3 separate regions of the Anser cygnoides genome follow, and regions 2 and 3 are each linked to region 1. The links are chromatin contacts, called in public Hi-C maps. All regions are on one chromosome and are shown on one strand. The core of a region is the stretch at or near the end of the contact, and the rest is flanking DNA. Distances in the headings are between cores, read along the strand shown.

Region 1 (4,001 bases), core at 626-3,125:
TCCATAAATATTTAACATGTGCAAAACTTCAGCTAGTACAACCAACGTTATTTAGATTTGCAAACTCAGCACATTCACATATTTATAAACAAGTATTACTGCAAACAGATCAGATCAGTACCCTGGGCAAGCTGCCAATAAGCCACAAAACCTTTATGAACACTGCGGTCTTGGAATACACCAGAAAATCTGCTTCACGCCACGGAACTCTACTGTCAACATAACTTTCAATTGCTGAAGATGACTCTGTCAGAAGCTGATTCAGCCACGCAGCAAACGATGCAATGCTATCTCCCTGAGCACGCAAATGGTCTCAGCAAAGGGCTCCAAAGAGCTGCTGGCTCCTCACCACAAGGATTAACTCTGAAGCCTGATGATGGTGTGCATCTCAAGCAGCAGCACGAGCAACTGTCACTGATCTTTTTTTTTTTTTTGCGAAAAAAAGAAAACATCCAGGTGACCCAATTAAACAGAATGGCATAATCTATTTTTTATGCTTTAAAAACAGACGGGTTACTTTCATGACACAGTTCCACACACGTAACAAAAGTAACCCATCATACACCCAAAAGGTAAAGCATAATTTAAAAGATCTTAAATCTACAAAACACACATCCCTGGAAAACGTAACCGCTCCCCGCTATAGTCAATGTGTTTTCATAAAACTTCATTTCCCAATGAGAGAAAGAAATTATTTTGAGAAACGTTTCAGTTTTTGAGAAACGGGTTCTTCCTCAAATATTGTATTCTTGATCATATAGGAGTTTACCCATATGTTTACCACTAAGTATGTAACCAAAAAGCTTATTTCCAAAAAAGTAAGAAAACTGTACTACTCACATGTTTTGATAAAGACTCTATTCAAACTGTCAGGACCTCAGCCAATAAATACCTGCTCCTTCCATACTACCTCCACACAAACATACAGTGTCTGATACATCTTACTAACATCACGACGACTCAAACACGTTAACACACAGTTAATTTACTAACATTATCAAGTTTTTACAGTTAAGGTCTTAAGCTGTCTAGGTCTAAAACAGCAGGTTTAAAAGATTTGTGTAACAAAAACAAACCCTGCTGATCCCACTTGAACCTTTCCCTTACCATGTAAAAGCACTACTGAAATAAGTTATTGTGAAACAAACGCATATATTGAAGTATACACAGATTAAAGTATACAGAAACAATTATCGATGACACATAATCACAAGAGAAACATTTTTTCCTTATCAGCAGGTTCATTTAAGGCGGAGATGTTACCACTCTTTATCGATACGTTGATTTAGCTCACTACTGCAAATATTTACATACCTGGCGTCACCCCAGTAAAAAATCCCGCTGAGACCAAAGAACATTCCCGTCTCGGTGACAAAACAAACCAGATCAGTAAAGTATGTTTTATGTTTCAGTCTGAAAGCACCCCAGTGAACTTAAAGGCTTCACCTTAACACATGATACGCTTCGGGCGCTCAGAGGGGAGAAGGATGACACTCCCGGCGACCTCTTCTTGAGAATTATTATTATTTTTTTTTTAAAGGCTGCTTTGAAGGGGGGAGGAAGACGGGGGCGCCCCCGAGCCGCCGAGGGGGGGTTGCTCACCTTGGCCATCGCCGCCGCCCGGCTGCCCCGGCCCGGCTCCCCCTGCAAGAGAAGCGAACGCAGCGGCCCTGAGGCGCCCGGCCCGGCCCCGCTCCCCCCTCGGGGCCGCCCCCCGCTGCCCTGACAGCGGCCTCCCGCGGCGACGCCCGCTCCTCCCAGGCACACGGCGGCGGGGACCGAGGGGCACCGAGGGGGACCGGAGACCGACGGGGGCCAAGAACCGCCCGGCTCCGCTCCGCTCTTCCTACAAAATGGCGGCCGCCGCCGCCCCGCGGCGCTCCCCCTCAGCCGCCTCCCCGCCCGCCGCCAGGCCCGGCGAGTTGCTCCGCCGGCACGTCGATCAGACCGCCTGGGGCCGGCGGCGGCGGGGTTTTCCTCGGGGCGGCCGCCGCCATGTTGTCCCCTCAGAGCCCGCCGCCTTTCTCTGCCTCCCGCCCGCCCGGGCTGCGGCCGCCACCAGTCTCGGGCACCCCTGGGCGCAGCGCCCTGCCGTGGGGTCCCTCACGGGAGCCGGGGGAGCCGGGGCCGGCTGCGGGGGGCGGCGCAGTGCCCGCCCGGGGCGCCAGGGGTCAGCAGCGCAGCGTGCTGCCGGCCCGTCCCCGAGCCGGGCGCTCGGAGGGCCGTGAAGTGTGGCAGGGGGAGAGGCGGTGTTACCGGGGCGAATAAACCGGGAGGCTTCCGTCTCCCCCCAGGCCATTAGGTGCCTTAAAAGTCAGAACTGGGAGCAAAAATGCCATTTCTGCTGACAAAACATGTCCTCGAAGGACGATCCGTAGCTTCCTTCAGTATCTTCAATAAACCTTCCTTCAACAGACCAAAGTTTGTGTTTATTTTTTCCCTCACTTCATCTTTATGGACTGCCTTTTCTCCCTAGTCCTAGGTTTTTGGGATATGCAGTGGCATGAGCTTGCAAGCAAGTCTTCACTTAAAATAAACTTTTACATTACAAACTGTATTTGTGCTGAGGTAATTCCCTGGGTTAAAGTCTTAATTTTTTATTTATGTACTTGCTGCTACATGAAATTAATTAACTGCAGAAGTTACGAGCACATACTGGCAGCCCCGCAGTGCAACAAGCTGTGTTTGGGGGCACGGCCTTGTTGCTCCCAGAGAAAAACAGAAATAGACAGTTAATATTTATTATTTCATGCCTACTGACTATATGTATTCTATTCAGTAGGTAAATCGCTATCCACAGAAAGTGTTGAACATAAATACGACATTAGTGTGGCTCAGTTAGGGTGCTGATCCCAAAGCCATCTCCACACACATTACAAATGCCTATGTTCCCGCTTCATTCACAGAATCAGGCTGGTTTTCTTTCACATCTTCAAAATGTTTTATACTTTCACAGCTCTATGACCTTGGTTCAAATTGGCATCCTTTCGTTTTTAAGTCTCACCTGGAACATGAAGTGTTTGTCCTCTCTGGCCTGAGATGTGTCTGTAAGAGGGATCATCTTAGGTCCTTCTTTTTCATCTTAGGTCCTTCTTTTTCATCTTTTTCATCTTTTTTTTTTTTTTTTTTTTCCCATGCTTATTCCACATCCAAACACTTTGTCCATCATACCATATCTACCAGTTGGAGTTGGACTCAATGATCCAATGGGTCCCTTCCAACTTGGGATATTCTATGATCCTATACCAACTCCACAATTGCTTGTATGCTGCATCTTTCCAGCTTTTCTAAGAAAGCTCTAGTGCTCAATTTTCTAATTTGGAGGCTGGAATAGCCTTCCAGAGGCACTGTACTGAACAACCTCATTGTCTTTGTCTACAAGTTCACTCTGTTTTGTTTGCCTAGCACGGCGATCACCCTCTGTGTCTTACCTTCTCGTAAATCTTGGCAAGAATGGAAAGGGGAAAGGAGAAAGCTTTGTAGCTAGCTTAAGACTCAGCATTTTGTTTTCAGGTAGCTTTTTTATCCCTTTTCCGATAATGTGATTTAATTTAGATCATGAGTTCTTTGAGGCAAAAACCTCCCTACTTGCGTACGTGGAAACTGCTGTGCATACTAATGGAACAACTTAAATGCTGAATTAAAAATGTCAGGGGAGATGTGCCCCAAACCAAATCTTTAAAGCTAGTATAAAAGAGCTGTATTGCTGTTTGCTTCTGCAGTAGAGGGGAAACACACAAGCCATGTCGGAATACTAGCATTAAGATCCTTCTTTCTTATTTTTTGCCACTTCTTTGCTGTCTGTTCAAAGCAGTGATGTTGGTTAAGGAAAGAAAAATTTAATCTCTTGCCTTCAAAATAAAAAAGATTGGGTGTTCAAATCCCTCAGTGAATGTGCAGCTTAATTTACTTTCACTATAAAACATATTTCTGGGCAGTTTTGATTTTGCTTTGCTGCTGGGTTGTTGGTGTAAACCAATTCTAAAGGTTGGAATACATAA
Region 2 (4,228 bases), core at 1,497-3,996, 190 kb after region 1:
TATTGAGGACAGACGTGACAGAGCTGAAGACCTAGAATTTTGAATTCGAGAAAAGTTAAGTAATGGTTAACATAGCAAAGGAAGTACAATAAGATAAATAATGAATGAACTTACATTTTTGCTGTAAGGAGTTACTTTCAAAGGATAGTATCTGGACAGTCTCTTGTCTTCTAGTCGATGCTCGTTCTTCTTTAGAACACTCTCTGCAACTAAAGAGAAAGTCACTTATTGCTTATTTGTTCTGCAGTAAGATAATGCATTATTACCAGTCTGATGGTGGAACACTTCGTGGGTGTTTTCTTCTTGATGCTTTCCCCAACAATTTCCCATACATACACACAGGTGATTCAATACTCTTGCCTAATATTTTATGCATTAGTCAAAAGTGCTGAGAGAGAGATGGAAGGCTGTCTTTTTACAACATTAATTGTCAGGGATTTATTCCCAAAGGCCTGACTACAAAAATCATGTTATGCATGGTATAAATTTATTTCTAAAAACAAACAAAACAAACACTTTGCACAAAGCCTCTTCAGAGTCATGACTTCACTGAACAGAAATAAAATCCTAAAACTCTGACTAAGAGAGAGGTGTTAGTCTCCCAGACACACAAAATCCTAGTACCAGTAAACAATTTATAATCATTTGTTTTAGGGTAAACAATCTAGGGTTAATTCCTGGGGGAACATTTCCTGCAGCATATTAGAGTCAATACCTTCTTGATCTTCAAAAGTTATATATGCAACTCCTTTTTCCATTGTTGGATATATTATGTCTTCCACATCTCCACCATTATTCTTTGACTTTTGGAAATGAATCACCAGTATGTCACTCATGACATCATCCTTCAGAATGCCATCTGGAACACCAGAGATGACAACTGTCCTTGCTGATTTAGCTGCTCGTCCCGTGTCCTGCACATAGAGAAATGGGGTACTGTAAGCACAAGGAGTACCAGTGACCTGCCGTAGTGGTTACCCACACCCACCCTAACTGCTGAAGTGACTCCCCTTCATTTTAGTCAGACAAGTTCCCCTTTTCATAGATAACTAAGACTGCTGAATCAGATTCTGATTTCAGCGAATACCAGACTCCCTCAGGCACTTCTATGTTACTGTGCAGTAAAAAATGTGTCATTTACACACTCTCGGTATCCTCATTTGTTAGAGCAATAAAAATTAGAACTAAATTTAACAGCTTCCAAACGAAAGGCCCAGTGTCACATGGGTAAGATTGTTTACTCTAATATTCAAGATTGAAAGAAAATGAAAAATGTTAATTGCATCAATAAGCATTCTCTTTTCAGAGTGGCAAGGTCAGATTCAGACAGTCCTTACTTGTTAAATTCATGAGAGCTGGGATCTAGCATTATGCTCTGACTCATCTCTCTCCACTTATTCAATGGACAACCTTGTTAAATTGGAAGAACATAATCCCAGTCATCTGAGACTCGCAGTGCGTAAAATGACTACTACACACATGATTTTCATCAGAGCCAGACCTCCCAATGCTGCAAACATGAAACCCATCCTAAATAGGATTTGCATCTATGTCTTGTTAAGGCAAGTGTATTTTCTTTCCACTCTTATTAGGCAGAAATAATAAACAGCATTATTTCACTGGAAATATGGCAAAATCACCATAAACGGTGGGACACTGAGGAAATTTTGTAACAGTTCATTAACTTTTTTGGAAGAAAGAAAATAGTTTAGTATGTTTGCATGGAGTGTTTATGGGAACAAGTTGTCAATAACTTCAGAGCAACTATTCCAGGTCAATCCCTCAGTCTGCATTCTTCGGGCATCTCTTACAAAGTTTCTTCTGGACTCGGGCTGTATAAAATATTGAAGCCTGCCTGGCACTTAGGAGGCCTGATTTTAGCACCCGTCCAAATAAAGGGCTAGGCACTCCGGTTGTGTCGGTAATTATTCCTAGCAACGTTTGTGCAAACAGCAGGTTCCTGCACTAACGAGACAGCACGGAGAGAATACAAACAGGGCGCTTCGGGGGCTGGCGAGGCTTTATGCAGGATTTTCTCCTGCCTCACGCAGCCGGGGCGCTCCAAGCTGCCAGACAGCCCCCACACCTTGCCAGCTGGCTCTTCGGAACAAAAAACCACGACGAAAACGCTGGGGATTTATGCTGGGATTTATGCCGAATCGCTTCTGAGGCACGTACGCGCCCGGTGCCTGCCGCGGGACTGCGGGGCGGGGCGGCAGGAGGTGCTGCAGGGCCACACGGGCACAAAGCCGGCTCCCGGAGGGGGGCACCCGGGCTGCCTCACGACCCCCCGGCCGTACCAGCCCACCTCACGACCCCTCACGGTGCACCAACCCGCCCCAAGCCCCTCCGGCCATGCCCGAGGGCCCGGCGGTGCGCTACCACCCGCCGCCGGGCCCGCGCCCTGCCCCGGCCTCAGGGCGCCCCGCCGCCATTTCGCGACCCCCCCGGGCGGCCCCTCCGGCCCTGCCGCCGCTGCCACTTGCCATGGCCGTCGCTGTGCCGGCCCCCGGCGGCCCGGGGAGGCGGCTGTCCCCGGCCACCGCGGCTGCCGGAGCGGGGAAGCGAAAGAGAAAGCGATGGGCGGGCGCCGGGAGGGCCGGGCCGGGCCGGGTGCCCGCCTCTGCGCTGCCGTCTCCTTCCCCCTGACGGCGGCCAACGGTGAATTCCCGGCAGGGGGAAGGAGAAGGGCAGTGCTCTTTGCAGCGACATCGCCTAAGTGCTGCATTTTCATCACTAAAACCGTATTCCGGCCTTTACGTGGCACAGCTAGTGCTGCAAAATAAACTTTTATCAATTCATCAGTGAGAAAATCGAAATAGAGCGTTTTAGAATGTTAATTAAAATCTCATCTTGATTTTGTGCGGTTAAAGCCTGCTTCTTCTCACTTCTCCCACACACAGTGAGACCACAGGAGAATTTTAAATGTTTTCCTTTTTCAAGGACTTCTTTCTCAACGTTTATCAGTGAGGTATGGTTAAAATTACTGACAGTCTTCGTCAAGTTTTCCTCCTCTTTTCTTTTTAAGGCGTTTGATCTCATCGATATTTTAGGACTGTTACAGGCAAAAGCACATAATCCCCATAAACAAATCATTCCCCTTTCCTTTTTTTTCCTATTTCACAATTGCCAGATAATCAATCCCTGCCTTTGCACGTACTAAACAGTAAGAGGAGCTACAGTCACACGTATCTCTCCCACCAGCAAAGTCAGCTGTGGTGCTAGCAGTCTTTTAGTTTCCTATATGTATTTGTTGTCTATTAAAAGTTTCTCTTAGAATTCCACCTGAGATATATTTGTAGTGCTTCCCTTAAAGTGCTTTTTTTCTGCATACTGAGATGTCAAATACTACAGAAGGGAGTTAGAGCGGCCTTCCAGTACCTCAGGGGGCCTACAGGAGAGCTGGGGAGAGTGCTGGAGTGCAGGGATAGGACCGGGGTAACGGCTTTAAAGCAACAGATGGCAGCTTTAGATTAGATATGAGGAGGAGATATAAGTCTTTACTCAGAAGTGAGGCCCTGGCCAATGCTGCCCCATCCCTGGTGGTGCCCGAGGCCAGGCTGGATGGGGTTTGGGGAGCCTGGGCTGGGAGAGGTCCCCACCCAAGGAAGGGGTTTGGAACCAGGTGGGCTTTAAGGTCCCTTCCAGCCCAAATCCCTCCGTGGTTCTGTGTTAGAGCTGTGATACTTGGAAATTAAGATTATTGGTGCCATACTGTTTTTGCCCCCGAGGATGGCAAATAAACATGAGCACAGCAGAAAAGTAAAAACATCCACCTTTGGACAAGAAATCCTTCTCTGACTTTGCAATTCCGTTTTATTTCAAAAATCTGAAAGGATAAACTGGAAACAAAAGGGGAAGTTAACATGCTGAAAAAATAATTCCTCCTAAAGTTTGTACGCCTTTTTCAAATGACCTGTCTAATACACACCCTCACAGAGCTGGCAGCCTGGCCAGTCACATGCAACTAAATAAATTCCTCAGACCCAGTGTTCAGCATCAGATTTTTTAATCCAGCACTGTTACAAAGAAGTCTGTTTTAAAGAATCATCTGAAGTCTTAACTGTAGTATTTTCAATTTGAAAAAAAAGGAACAAAGATGTAATTGTAGAAACAAATATTAAACAATAAACCAGGCTATTGATTTATGAGAAGTTCAATAGCATTTGGATCAGATCCTAGAGGAAGTATCAAGGAAGTAATAGCATTTTGACAGCTAAAAGCAGTA
Region 3 (4,002 bases), core at 537-3,036, 230 kb after region 1:
CTCATTAGGAAACGTGTTTTAGAACCCAATTCAGACATCTGTTTCTTCAGATAAGACAGACATATGGTCATTTCCTTCATATCTTCCTGACTTTTTATTTTCTGTTTTATATAAGTTTTGTTAATAAAGTATACTAGGAAATAAATTATAAAATGTATTTACATGAATGCTGGAAGACTATTTTTAGATTTCTAGACCTGTAAAAAACTGAAGAAATCACTGTTACCAAAGACTTTAAAGCTATTTTTGTATATAAACTGTTCCTTTTCCTTATATCTTGCACAGTTTGAACAAACTTGTTGTGACCAACGTTTCAAATATTTTTAAACCTAATTTGCTGTTCTCTCCTTATTTCCTTGGTTTCCACATATTTATTTTTTAGATTGTGGCTGTATTTCTTCCTGTTCTCTACACTATTTTTTTTTTAATTAACTAATTTCCCTGAGTTCAAAAGGCCTTTGGAATTCATTTATTCTGAAGATGCATAAATTCATCCTGTGGATGGCCTAGCAGCCACCCATGTTACTGTCTGAAGTCAGAAGGCTGTGAAGCAGCATGGAAAGCGCAGGATCCATGACATTATCAGTGTAATTTTGTTGTGAGATGAATCAGAAAGTACTCTAGAAATTTTGTCAGCGTCTCCTCATGCGGAGAAGAGATGTTCATGTCTTTCCACTTGTCTGATTTCACTTCATAAAGAACCAAATGAAAGACTTGATGATAAAACTGGAGAGATGAAGCATCGAAAGAAATTACGGACAACCAGCAAATCCATTCTGAAGATGCTGTCGAGATGCTGTATGTTTACACGGGTTTTAAGACTGTACTGTTTTGAATTGATAAACACAAATCATTTTCTGTACGTTCTCAACTTCAGTTTAAGTTCCTCAGTCTGAAGCAGCATTAAAGCTACCTCTGTTTTAACCTCGTCCTGAGTTTCCAATGATGTATTTTGATTCCGTGAGAACTTTTCAGACTGGGAAGGCCTTTTTTTTTTTTAAGTTAAAGCAGTCAGTAAGCTGCAACATGTCTCGGTTTGGTGCGGAGGGCCGTGCCCCAGCCCTGCCTTAGGGACACCTCGAGTTCTTGAGAGGGGAGTCTCGGGTCACGGCTCTTTTTTATTTTTTTTCATTTTTGAGTGTGTATTGCGCTAATTTCCCTGGGAATACGGTTCTAACTCCCGGCCTAAGAGAAGGGCACAGGGCACATGGTTGGCCCCAGCACCCGGTGTGAGGTGAGAGGGGGCGGGCGGCTCGGAGGAGCGGCATTTTACGACCCCGCCGCCTGCCGGCCGCCCTCAGCCCCCTCACGCCCTCCTCCCGAGGACCCCCGGGGGCCGGTGACCGGAAGCCGGCGTGAGGAGAGCCGCCGGGACGCTGCGGGGCGAGACGGAGCTGGGAATGCAAGGTGGCCACACGGCGATAGGGGCTTGGTGGGGAAAGGGCTCCTCAGCGTCAGACATTGCTACGGGGAAACGGCTTGGGGGGGGGGTGCCCGTAGGGCTGAACCGGGTGGGCTGCGGGGCACCCCTCGCGTTTCAGGTTTATGCAGGGCGCTTTCTGTGGGGCTGGCGCTGTGAGCAGGGCTGCGAGCCGCTCGTGTTTTTATTTCCAGCCGCAAACGAGCGCCTCGGAGCGTGACCGCGGCCGGAGGAGCCGCAGCGTTACCAGGACGCGGCCGAGCACGCCGCGGCCGAGGCGGAGCGCCTCGCCGCCTCAGGTGACGGACAGCCCCTCGCCCCGCCCCCGCCGCCCCCTCCGCCAATCCGCAGCGGGCCCCCGGCGGGCGCGGGAAGCGAGCGATGGCTCGGCGCTCGGCCGCGCGCGGAGAAATCGCGTGGCGCCGCTCGATGCTCTCCGCCTCGGCCCCCAGCCCCGGCTCCCCGCGCTCCCCATTGGCCCAGCCGCCGCCGCCCGGGCCCGCGCGCCGCCCGTCCCGCGCACGCCGCCATCTTAGGCCGGGAGGCAGCGGCGCGGCCGCGGGCGGGGGGCTCGGGGCAGGGGGCTCGGGGCCGCCGCCGCTCGCCGCGCCGCAGGAGGCCCGGCCCCCGGCCCGCCGCACCATGAGCGCCGCCGCCGGCCTGCGGCCCCTGCTGGAGACGCTGGAGGACCCGGCAGCCCCGCCGGGGGAGCTGACGGACGCGCACCTCGCCATCGTCAGGTGGGCGCGGGGACGGGGGGAGGGCAGCGGGCCGCTCGGCGCTCGGTCGGGCTTCGCGCGGCGCTGATCTGAAGCGATCTCCGCGCCTAGAGGCCGTGCCGGCCGTTATCGCGTTGTCTGCTGGGCGAGCACGCTTCCTAAGTCTGCTCTGAGCTGGGGGAGACCGGTCCTGAATGGTTCGTAGGGCAGGTGCGGCTCCTCTGCACAGCTGGCCCGTGGTACGTGCAGGCACTGCTGCCAAGTGTCAAACCAGAACTCCCCCAAACTCAGAGCCTGCATCTGGAACGGCGCTTGAGGAACCTGCTTTCAGCTCACGTGCTTCTGCTCGTCCAACTTCCAGTAGTGGCATGAAGTTTCACGTTAACCATTCCATGTTTGCTTAAAAAATTAAGATTAAAAACCGTAATGTTTTCACATCCCATAAGCACAAAATATGTTGTTAGTCACTTCGCTTTTTCCAGTACACCAGCACGCACGTACTTCATAACGCACTATTTTATTGGTATGTCAAGCAACGTGCTGACTGCCTCTTCTGTGCTTCACCATCTTCTGTTTTAACTTCCTAAGGAATGAAGTAGTTCCCTGATGTCCTGGTTTAACTCCGTCCTAGCTGAAACCAGGACACCTAACCACTGTCTTTAAACTCACTAATAAAGTGTGCGTTATAGGAGATTTAAAGCTATGTAGATGATAACAAGTTTAATGGGCGAATGTTGCTTGTTTTCCCTTCTGCTCTGTAAAGTCGCTTGACTGGTGAGGAAGGCAAAGAATTCACTGCTGATGTCAGAAGACTCTTTCCTCAACTTTGCAAAGTGTTTAAGGTATGTCTTTTCCAGATCAAAGATACGTTCAAGGCCGGACTAAGACTTGAACATGCGTTCATGTAATTAAGAATTCAAGCTAGTAACATAGCATTAAGGGTGTGTTCGTGAAACGTTTCTTCAATGTTATTAGAAATTACTACAGGGGAAAAAAAAAACCTTAGGGACTGGGATGACCTCAGGCAGGTGTTATGCAGTCAAATCAAATCTTCCAGGAAAGATACCACGTGTATATATTAAATGTCAATTTTTTGAAAGATTACTGTAAAGACTGTCTGTTTTTTCGCACATTTTAGAACAGAGTCAAGTGTTAGTGCAGGGAAAAGCAAGGAAGTAAAGAACTTCTGATGTCTAGCACATTCTTCAGTAAAGATGTCTAAATTACAGAGAACAAAAATGTCTTCAGAACTTCAAATTGTTTTAATGATCTGGAGTGCGTATAAACAGGAAGGCTTTCCTACATGGGTGTATTTTTCATCAAGCATTCATTTTTGACAGGTCTCTTCAGCAGGCATTGGTATTAAGACAGTTAATACTTTACGTCTGTTTTGTAAGCTGATATTTTACATGCGTTTAACTTTCTTTCAGGCACATATCTCTAGCGCAAATTCAGAGCTAAGTAACGCGGCATTACAGGCCTTAGGATTCTGCGTTTTTAATTCGAAGATCACGTCTGAGTTATCAGGTAAGCGAACCAACTTCGGTGTGCTTGTTGGTAATGTATATCTCTATACCATAGTCCTTCTTTTATTTCCTTGTTAGTATATACAGCAATTTTGGAAAATGTTACTGTTCCCAAGTGATATAATAGTTTTATCTCTAGATCGGTGTGATCAGATCACTAATTCCATCTTGTGCAAAAAAAAAAATAATAAAAAAATCATGCAATTACATTAATACTGGCCTACTACCTGTTTGATTGCATGCTTTGGTAGCAGTCAGGTTCTGTAATTGTTTTCTGGAATTTGCAATCAAAAACCTCCCAAGTGGAAAAATAATGAAGAACATTTTTTTTCTCTGT

The links. Hi-C and Micro-C count contacts between places; a contact is called where the count stands out from the background.
Region 2: a Hi-C map of liver shows a contact between it and region 1, with 2.0 times the contacts expected there. The contact joins the promoter of RBM43 here to the promoter of MMADHC in region 1. A contact is called at or near these places in 3 of 7 Hi-C or Micro-C datasets (all in liver).
Region 3: a Hi-C map of liver shows a contact between it and region 1, with 13 times the contacts expected there. The contact joins the promoter of RIF1 here to the promoter of MMADHC in region 1. A contact is called at or near these places in 4 of 7 Hi-C or Micro-C datasets (granulosa cells and liver).

The regions. Positions count from the first base shown.
Region 1 is chr6:40,078,439-40,082,439 of Taihu_goose_T2T_genome, forward strand. It overlaps MMADHC (metabolism of cobalamin associated D), which reads right to left and starts at 1,876. Exons shown (of 7, transcript XM_048081015.2): 1 at 1,603-1,876. The coding sequence starts at 1,611.
Region 2 is chr6:40,267,757-40,271,984 of Taihu_goose_T2T_genome, forward strand. It overlaps RBM43 (RNA binding motif protein 43), which reads right to left and starts at 2,747. Exons shown (of 4, transcript XM_048081009.2): 1 at 2,487-2,747; 2 at 716-914; 3 at 115-209; 4 at 1-31. The coding sequence starts at 2,489. NMI (N-myc and STAT interactor) reads right to left here. Exons shown (of 10, transcript XM_066999883.1): 10 at 3,993-4,228. The region is part of intron 2 of LOC136791150 (a long non-coding RNA gene); the gene reads left to right.
Region 3 is chr6:40,308,478-40,312,479 of Taihu_goose_T2T_genome, forward strand. It overlaps RIF1 (replication timing regulatory factor 1), which reads left to right and starts at 1,787. Exons shown (of 34, transcript XM_048080994.2): 1 at 1,787-2,160; 2 at 2,903-2,981; 3 at 3,570-3,666. The coding sequence starts at 1,802. TNFAIP6 (TNF alpha induced protein 6) reads left to right here. Exons shown (of 6, transcript XM_048081011.2): 6 at 1-929.